Regions from separate parts of the Columba livia genome. Here region 2 is linked to region 1. The links are chromatin contacts, called in public Hi-C maps. All regions are on one chromosome and are shown on one strand. The core of a region is the stretch at or near the end of the contact, and the rest is flanking DNA. Distances in the headings are between cores, read along the strand shown.

The links. A called contact is a pair of places that touch in the nucleus more often than the background predicts.
Region 2: a Hi-C map of liver shows a contact between it and region 1, with 1.8 times the contacts expected there. The contact joins the promoter of LOC102095575 here to the enhancer-like site in region 1. A contact is called at or near these places in 2 of 2 Hi-C or Micro-C datasets (crop and liver).

The regions. Positions count from the first base shown.
Region 1 is chr9:8,065,939-8,070,696 of bColLiv1.pat.W.v2, forward strand. No RefSeq gene overlaps it. Among named protein-coding and RNA genes, the nearest start is that of HES1, 22 kb to the right of the region's middle. Within about 2 kb of position 2,948, at least 2 of the 3 cell types and tissues checked have an H3K27ac peak away from gene starts, as active enhancers do.
Region 2 is chr9:8,123,104-8,128,073 of bColLiv1.pat.W.v2, forward strand. LOC102095575 (platelet glycoprotein Ib alpha chain) reads right to left here and starts at 3,576. Exons shown (of 2, transcript XM_021293160.2): 1 at 3,313-3,576; 2 at 1-1,774. The coding sequence starts at 3,395.

The sequences.
Region 1 (4,758 bases), core at 1,698-4,197:
GTGCTGCTGAGCTCCTCTGTAGTGTGGGAGGTTTAAGCAAGTTAATTCACTCTTCCCACCTTCTCATTCCATGACACTCAAATGTTGCCCAGCAAATACACCCAGTACATAAGCACGGTTGTTAGCAGTTATATATATGTATGTATACATGCCCCGATGAGTCACTGAGGAGGGGCAGAGCGGGCAGAGAAGGGGAGCCCCGCCTGCCTTTAAAAGGGAGCTCATCCAGCATTAAAGAGATGATGTGCTACCATAGCAGAGGGCTGGTTAAGCCTCACACCCCACATTTCCTCCTCCTTCAGTACAATCAAACCTCTGCAATGTGTCAATAAGGCCAATGCTCATTTGAAACAGAGCCTCCAAGCCTCGGTAAGATTTGGCTGATCCTTCATGAATGTTTGACTGGCGCATTTGGGAAGTGTAACAAAACCCAAATCAGAGAAGGGCTGCAGGAGCTGTTTGTTTTTCTTGCTCAGTTCTGGGAAGGAGAAACTGCTGACCCTGAGCTTCCAAGTTCAGCTCCTTGTCACGCGAGCTGCCCCGCTTCAAGGGCTTTCAGGCAAGGAGTTTAGGTCCACACTCAGCACCAACAGCAAACATTTTCTCCTCTTGTGAGCCCCTGTGGGGAGCAGGTGAGCAGCAGAGTGGCAGGCGCGGCTTTCAAGCAGGGTCTGTCCCCTCTTCAAGAAGGAACACAGCTCAGTGCTGCAGCAGATGACACATCCGATGCCCTCACAGTGAGAAAGGCTGCAAGCCACCGCGGCTGTGGCTAAGTGGTGAAAAAGGTGTTGAAGCCCCATATTTTCTTGCTGTGCTGGAGCTCGTCCACAGCTGAGGGCCAGAGAGGCCGTGCTGCCGTCTCTGGTTTGCAGAGATAAGCCCGAGCCTCCCTGTTCAGTCAGTGTCTGGGTCAGAGTTTTCCCAGAGCCTGGGAGCATTTGCATCCAATGCTTGGCTTGGCTCAGGGTCTCTAACACCTCATGGCCTCGTTTTGTACCCACTAATATCATCTGTCTGTCTGACTGCAGCAGACTCACAGTTTGCAGAGATGCAATCCAGGAAAGACTCCAAATGAATTTCATTAGGGCTTTGGTTTGTTTGGGTTTGGTCAACAGGTTTAAAGGTGGCTGAAAGCCCAAGCTCTGCCTCCGTTTGACCTTCCAAATTTGTGTAGCTCTGATGGGGTAGTCAGCATTGCTCTCCCAAGGTTTCTGAAATAGCACAGGGTGCACCAGAGGCTGATTGGAGTCATGAAGGAATTAGTGGCACAGCAGTATCTGGGATATTCCAGCCCTCCTCTGGCTGCAGGGCATCCAGAACACTTTTGAAAAGGGAGAAGGAGTGATTCTGCCTCTCTTCTTACACCCTTAAAGGTATAATTGGCAATGGACCCATCATACCTTCTGACTAAATACAGCAGGAGCTGTGAAATCACATCTCAGCTGAACTGGGTGTCTGAGCGTGACCATCAGCCAAGCAGCATGTCCTGGGCACCACGGGGTCTGCGGAGCAGGCTCTGCCTCCTGAGAAATGCTCTTACTTTAGGGGGAGCAGGTGGGAGATGTTTCAGGGTCTGCGGGGCCAAGCTCAGCGCTGGAGCCGGCGGGGAGCACCTGTGGCTGGCTGTGCTAGCAAGGGCTGAGGACATGTCGGCATCTCTTGGCCAAAATGTCTAAAAACCAAAGCAAAATTTCAGACTGCAGCCATCTTACCCTGCTTGTGCCTTTATAAATATCTTGGCTGCCCCAACAGGAGCTGTGGCTTCCCATGGAAGAGGCTCTCACCAACCCTGCTCCCCGAGAGCAGGGAGGGCACCTGGTCACTGGTGCTAACGTGGGCCAGGAGCTATGGCAGAGCTGGACCTGGGCTGGCAGCAGATGTCCAGGACATGCAGCCAGTTGGGGACTGTCATCCTGGTTTTGCCTTGTCTGGGTTGTGGACAGGAGTACGGGAGCAGGGCAACATTGCAGCAAAGCAGAGGGCAGAGAAGCTAAGAAGCTTTACTTTAATTGATCAGAGTTCACTGAGCCTGCCAAGTTAATGAGTCCCCAGCAACCAGCTTTAACGAGAGCTTGTGGCAGGCTTAGGAGGAGATGAAAATGAGGGCAGAAATAGATGCTTGCCAGCAGAGTCTGATCGGCTGGGGCCGGTATGGCACGGAGGAGCTGGGGAAGGCTGTCGGCAGGCATGGGGGCACCAGTGGCCACCAAACGTTCTGCTTCAGCGCTTTGCCTTGCTGCCCTCCTGCCAAGCCCCAGTCCACTTCTCCTGCTCTCTGGGCCGGCAATTAATCCCCTGGCAGGGGGCTGGGGCGAAAAGGGAGATGGGTAGTTCCCCACCCTCTGTTCTTCCTGGTCTTGCTTTTGTCTGACTTCTGAGCTGATGGCGTGGGCTCCTGCAGCGAGGCAGCCAACCCCTCCACACCGAGTTGGGGGCCACGCTGGGGCTCCAGTGCTGAGACCCTCTGCGAAATGCCGTGCTGACAGCCGCTGTGATGCCCGAAAGGGCCATGGTGAGCAAGGAGGATGCTGGAGAGGAAGAAAGGGATGGCTGCAACCCCAGGAGCGGGGCTGTGGGCTGCAGGAGCATCCCCCCACAGCACCCAGCACCTCCTGCCTTCCCCTCGCAGCCAGGGACAGGGAAGCCCTGTGCCGCTCAGCCCCAGCCGGCCAGACTGACCACGGCCGGGGCCCTGGCCGGCTCCAGGCACCGCCAGGGCCTGAAAGGGGCCATTGTCTGCCCAGGGCTTTGAAGATGAAGACTCTTGTACAAGTGCCAGGTGGTGCGAGCTGTAGCACGGGGGCAGCTCCTGCTTCCCCAGGCTGCTGCTTGTGCTGTCAACATCCCCCACACCCTTTGTTAAAAAAAAAAAGCGGGGGGGGGGGGGAATTGTTTTCTAAAGGAAAAAAAGGGCAGCAGCCCTTCCTTCCCCATCCATGGTGGCCACAGCAGGCGTTGGGGGCTCAGATGTTCTTTGTCACCCGCGGGGCTGGGGGTTGGCAGCGGATCCGCACGGAAATGAGCAGGAGCAAACCGCCCTTGCAAGGGCTGCGAGCCTCAGCTCCTGTTTCTCCCGCGGCACGGCCGGGCTGGGGCAGGGCAGCTGCTGTGAGTTCACTGGAGCAGCACTTTCCCACAGTCTGGAGAAGTGACACATGGCTCTCACACATTCCTGCGCCGGCAGGCCCGGCCGCGCTTGGCCAGGAGTCAAGGCGGAGGGAGGGATGGCTGCGGCTGCTGGAGCTGCTGATTAGCAGGTTCCGACTTTGGCACCAGCCCGGCCCTCGGAGGGTGAAGGAGTCGGAGGGGCCAGACCAGACCTGGGCTCCAGGGTGGTTTGTGCAAGCTGCTTAACCCTTTGAAGGCAGGGGCTGAGCAAAGCTTTTCTCTGGGAATTTTGCCCTGTATTGCCTGCCCTGCCTTTGCTGAGCCTGCAGCACAGGACCCAGCTGCTTGCACTCCCTGCCTGCAGTGCCGGCATCTCCCCTGCGCTGCCCCATCTCCCCCTCGCATTCCTCAGCATTTCCCCCCAAGCGCAGGTGGGATGTGTGTGCAGGGCAGCCTTGGTGCTTGGGGGAAGCATCTGAACTCCGAGAGCAGCAGGGCTGATCCTGCCAGACACCAGCCTTGATTCCCACGGGGGCTGGCCAGCTTGCCTGCAGAGCCTGGCAAGGGTAAGCAAGGTTGGCAGGGGGTGAGCAGGACTGGCAGCATCCCACTGCACCAGTGGGTGCTGGGGCAGAATGGCAGTGCACCAGGAGAGATGTCAAATGATGCAGGAAGGAAAGGGTGTCCCCATGTCCTCCCTAGGATGGCAGCACAGCAGCAGCTGACCAGGGTCAGGGTCCTCTTTACAGGCAAGGTTTGTCCTTGTGTGAGCCTTCGTTCATGAGCATGGGGTATTTTTTCTGAATTTATGCTGACTTCAGAGTCTTGTCCCTAGCATAGGGGAAGGTTTGGAGTCTGAGCTCCTAAGCCCATGGAAAGACTTGTAGCTTCCCAGGAGTGTCAGCCAAGTATCTCCCAAGGCTTTGTCAGTCCAGCAGCTCCCAGCCCTCATACTCAGGGCCTCAGGGGGGCACGGCTGGACTGCGCCCCAGGCAGACCAGCAGCCCCCTGCCAGCCCCCACACAGCCCCTTCTCAGGGTAAGGTCCCCATTTTGGGAGGTGAGAGGTATACCTGGGTGTATCCAGCACCTGCCTAGCCCTTGCTGCCACGAGTGAAGGATCCAGCTGCATGCTGGGGCTGGTGATTCACAACATGGCGTGACCGGCATCGTCCCCGTCTGTTGGAGCAGTCCAGGCGGTTCCCAGCCTGCCTGTGCCGGGGCCTCCATCCCGCAGAGCTGGCGAAGGGCCCGGGGCAGCGGCTGCGGGGCTGGCTGGGGGGGCTGCTCTTCACCTCGGTGATGAGGCGAAACCTCCCTTGTGATAACATCAGTTTCCCAACCCTGCGGAGGCTGCGACGCTCATTCCCATGGAGCACCTACAGCACCAGCCTCTTTCCTCCCAGAGCAAGGACACGCACGTCCCCATATCCCCTGCAGCATCGCAGCAGGGCTCAGCTGTCTGGGAGAAGAGCAGAGGAGGCTGGGGATGGTCCTGCCCTTGCCTGCCAGCCCCTTCCCAGGTGCTGGGGGGAACTCCCAGGCCCAGGTTTAAAAGGACCACAGCATTTCACCCTGCAGTGGGACCAAAGACTTGAGGGAGTTGCTGGTGCTGCTGACACCACGCTGGCCCAGGCATCCCTGTCCCACT
Region 2 (4,970 bases), core at 2,326-4,825, 58 kb after region 1:
CTTAGGCAGCACAGTGCTAATGGAGGTTTTGGGCAGAACAGTTGGTGATATGGTGGTGATGGAGGTCTCAGGCAGTATAGTTGACGATGGTGTGTTGACGGAAGCCTTGAGCAGCACAGTTGATGATGGTGTGGTGATGGAAGTCTGGGGCAGCACAGCTGGTGATGGGGTGGCGATGGAGGCCTTTGATGGCACGGTTGGTAATGGAGCAGTGACAAAGGCCTCCACTGGCACAGTTGGCAGCATGGCAAAGGTAGGCACAGGTGACAGCATGGTTGGCAGTGCCGTGGTAGGAAAGGCTGCCAACGACAGCGTGGTCGGTGCTGCAGTGGGCAAGGCTCCAGCTGGCAGCAAGGCTGACACCTCGTGTGGTGACGCGGACGTTAATGCCAGAGATGGGGTAAAAGAAGAAAGAGGAATTGTATCTGGGCAAATTAAGTGGTCATTCCTCAGCAATATCACTGCTTGTCCTGCCAGGTGGGGTGGACTCTTGCATGACACTTGGGTGGACAATTTAACTTTTTCACTGTTGCCCAGAATCCAGCTGTGCAGGTAGCAGAGGTTGCAGTCACATCTCCATGGGTTCTCACTCAGATACACTGAGTTGAGTTTCTTCAGGGGGTCCAGGACCCCTTGGGGGACACGCTCCAGCTGGTTCTTCCGAAGGCTGAGGGTTTTCAGATTTGGGAGAGAAGAAAAGACATCATCATCCAGAGCAGACAGCTGATTTGTGTCTAGCTGGAGGACAGAGAGCTTGCTGAGCCCAGTGAAGGCTCCTCTTGGCAGGGCTGCTAGCTGGTTGTGGGACAAGATGAGTTTGCCAAGGGATGTGAGGTTGACAAAGATGCCATCTGGAAGAGTGGCCAAACTGTTCCTGCTCAGGTCCAGCTCTCGCAGGTGTGGCATGGCATCAAAAAGGCAGCACGGGAGTTCTGTAATGTGGTTTGAATCCAGAGTCAGCAGTTTCAATTTGTTTAAACCAAAAAAACCCTGGAGTGGGAGAGTCCCGATGAGGTTGTTGTCCAAGAGGAGTTTCTCCAGGTGAGGCAGGCTCCTCAGAAGCATGGGTGGCAGTGCCCTGAGCCTGTTCCTCTGGAGGCTGAGCTCCAGCAGTCCTGACTGACCATCTAGCAGTGTCGCTGGTAGGTCCTGCAGCTCATTCTCATACAGCCGGAGGACTTGCAGATGGGGTAGTTTGCTAAAGGCACCCCCAGGAAGAGCTGTGATCCTGTTTCTAGAAAGGTCCAAAAATGTTAGATTGACGAGAGAATCAAAAACACCTTCTGGAAGAGAAGAAATTGCATTGATGTGCAGGGAGAGCTCTCCCAAATTCTCCAGCCCATCAAACAGACCTTTGGGGATGTGTCTGAGGTGGCTGTCTCTCAGCTCCAGCCTCTGCAAGCTTGGGAGGTTTTGGAAAGTGCCCACAGCTAGTTCTTCTAATGACGCACCAGAGATTTCCAAATCCCTCAGCTTCTCTAAACTATCAAAGGCTCCAGGTTCAACTGTCTTGATCTTGTTGCCAATAAACAAAATCTTGACCAGGTTGGGCATGTACCTGAAGGCACCTTTCCTTATAGTAGTGATGCTGGTTTGTACAAAGATCATCTCAGAAATGAAGGGCTTTGCAATCTTTGGGATCTCTTTTATGTCATTTTTTGTGCCTCTGTAGACTTCCTGGTGGTCTTTGGGCATTTCATATGGATCTTCACCCAGGCATTTATGGGGATGGAAGGAGAGGAAGAAAAGGAAAAGGAAATGTTGGTACATTGTCCTAAAAAAAAAAAAAAAGTTTCAAAAATCAGTTATGAAGAACAAAAATATCTCTGTCCACAGCTCATGAACTGTGGTACCACACTTCATTTAGCTCTCAGGACTCTTCTATTCACGTATCATAATTCATTTTATGAGATAGAGAGAGATGGTACAAGCCAACATACTCTGCATTTACAAGAGTTCACTGCCATTGGTATCAAGGGGTGGAGAGGAAGGGAGAGCAAGTGAGCTCATGGCTTAGCACTGGAAGATGCCCCAGGATGAGCAAGGGCTGGATGGTCTGTTCTCTGGCCCCGCTTCTCCCATGTTTGGGCTGCAGGTTTGGCATCTGACTGGGTGAAGAAGGCAAAGTGCTGCTGCCCATTAGCGCTGCCCCAGTGGGTCCAGTTCCTCAGCAGGACAACAGCCCGTTTATGCAACAACAGAAGTAAACAGCTCTGTGCTTGCTAATGACAGCTCAGCAAGGGTCCCAGGAGCCAGCCAAGACCAGATGACCCTGTTTATTCAGAATTTCCACGTTGTGCTGCATGGACTTGCTATTTCCTTGGTGTTTCTCTCAGTTCAAGAGGGCTATTTAAAACACGGCTTCTAAGTATCTCATTTTTGAGATTCTTGCTGATTTTGGCCTTAGTTATGCAGCTTTGTCAGACAGAAATGGTTGACTCTGAGCAGCAGCCAAGCTTTAGGGTGAGGCTCATTAAAAGACTATGAGATGCCGACAGTTTAACTGTTTAATAGGTAATGTTTAGAGCTGTGACCTGCACTTAGGAGGTGAAGTCACTGACACACACCCACCAGCAGCCCACCACTTCCATCATGTCATTCGGAAACACCCAACTAACATATTAGCTGGTGTTTAACGGCTGTGAGCACCATAACAGGACAGTGGTTTCCAGCTTGTGATTCACAGCCCTGGGTGGGAGCAGGGGAAAGGGCTGTAGGTTGCTTTTTGGGTGTTCATCAAAGCTGACCATGCAAAAAACTTAGCTGGGAGGGTAAATTTGCTATGGAAAGTTATTTTCTTAAAATGTTCAGAGGTCAGCAAATGCAGGAGGCTGAAAGCCACTGGGTTTGAAGATAAACCAGTGGGAGGTGAGGTATGCGGCAGCTGTCCCACACAGATCCCCAGGGCAGAAGCCACTGCTGGTCCCTGCCCATCCCCTCCCCAGGGACAACTGGGTGCAGGAGCTGGGCTGTGGGTGCAAAAGCACCCATTTCACTTCACCTGCAGGTGCAATACAAAGGGTTAAATGCACAGGTGGGAGCAGCTGGATTGAGTGAATGGGGATGAAAATAAACAGTTCCAAACTGCAAAGCTCTTTTAAAACCCTCTCTCAGTCCATCTTACTGCCACGAACCTCAGCACGGTACCCTGCTTGTCCCACACCCAGGAGTGCAGGGACACAGAGGGACAGCCCCAGCTCAGCTGCTGCAGTCTCTCGTGCCCTTTGCTGCAAGGAAACCATGAATAACTCCCACAGCTGCCCCTCCCGACTCATTTCAAAGAGCAAAAAAAAAGCATTTTGCAACACTCACGTGGCCAAGCACTTGTGAACGAGTCCAGCTGCCAGAGCAAGCCACGCTGCACAGGGAGGGAGGCCACCAGACTGGAGTCCCATCACCTGGCCAGCTCTTTATCCATGGCCCACGTGCGCGGCTTGGTTACGCATGCTGTCGGGGCGCAGGTCTGCATGGGGAGATAAGGGACAGCTGGGGATCGGGCAGCGGAGCCGTGTCCCCAGCATGGGAGACTGTCACAGAAACCCCTCTGAAGGACACAGGCACGTACTCCCCAGGCGTTATCTGCTGGCACCACTTGACTACTCGCATCCAGGGAAACCTGAAGATCTCCAGGCCAGCCTGTTCTGTAGCTGATGGCCTCTGCAGTCCCATATCTCCACCAGTGTGACCCACCAACTTCACATGCATCACCCCCACCAACACAACAGAAAGGTTTTCCGATTTGAAGTTTTTCCTGTTAAAAATATCCAGCTGTTTCCTTCCTCAGGAACTGGCTCATGTCACTAAAGGTGCTGCTCTGAAGGTATTGGTTTAATAACAGTGGAGTCTGTGGCTGGACAGATAGGCTGACACCCAGGCTGTGGGCTCGGTGTGTAGCCCCACACCTCACTGGCCACAGGGCTGGGGCTGAGAGTCGCGCTCCCCTCCAGGCTAACACGAGCCAAAGACACTCCCATGGTGACTCCCAGGGCTCCTGGCCGGTGCGGGGCATTTTTTGGGAAGAAACTCTGATGCAAAGACTTAAAACGACAAGGCATCCACTGCTTCCCACTGAATAATTGCCCTAGTTGCATTTCAGCATTTCTTGTTCAGTTTTCACCTGCTCTTACTATGGTTCAGTTTGTGCTCCTGGGCTTTCCCGGCAAACAATCCAAACAATCCAAACTACCGCACCTTGTTCAACAGCATTACCCCTTTCCAGACGCTGCCCTGTGTGCATCCTCGCTCAGTACCAGGCCACCCGGAGGCAGGGCCGGGGTGTACGAGGGGACAGGGCTTGCAGCAGCAGTGACACCAGCCTCCCTGGGTCTCGGACAATGCACACCCCGCGGGGTGGCAGCCGTGCCAGGGCTGGGGAGCTGCTGCCGGGCTTGGAGGTGGCCCCGTCAGCGTCCTCTACACCATGGCCACAGATGGGTGGTGGTCGCTGGTGCGGGACAGGTGGCAGGGTGGCCACGGGGGTGACACAACACGCAGCGAACACAACACAACGCCATGTCTTTATCATTTCTGTTTGGCCAGGCAGTGGCAGCTGTCAGATGATGACAACTGATGTATTTGTCAGTTCAGCCCTTGGACAAATATTTACTGATAAACGATTTGAAAATGTGATCTTTGCCATCATCTCAGGAAACCGCTTTGTGAAGATCAACAATTTCTGTGTCACACTCTGCATGACAATAGAGTTTGGGTTTGTTTCCCTCAGCCTCTCAGAGCTGCTCGGGTGACCATCGCGCCTCCCTCCTCCTGCAGCTCCGCGCAGGAGAGTTTCCCGTCTCTCCAGCTGTTCCTGGTGCGGGATCCCGCCCGTGCTCGGGAACCCGCAGTGCCCGGGGATCCCCGACCCGGCTCCCGTCACTCCGGACACAAGGAACGCCCGCCCCCCCCGCGCGGCCACAGCCGCGGGGGACACTGGGACCTGGCCCCGCCCCGCTCTGCGGACCCCGGCGGCC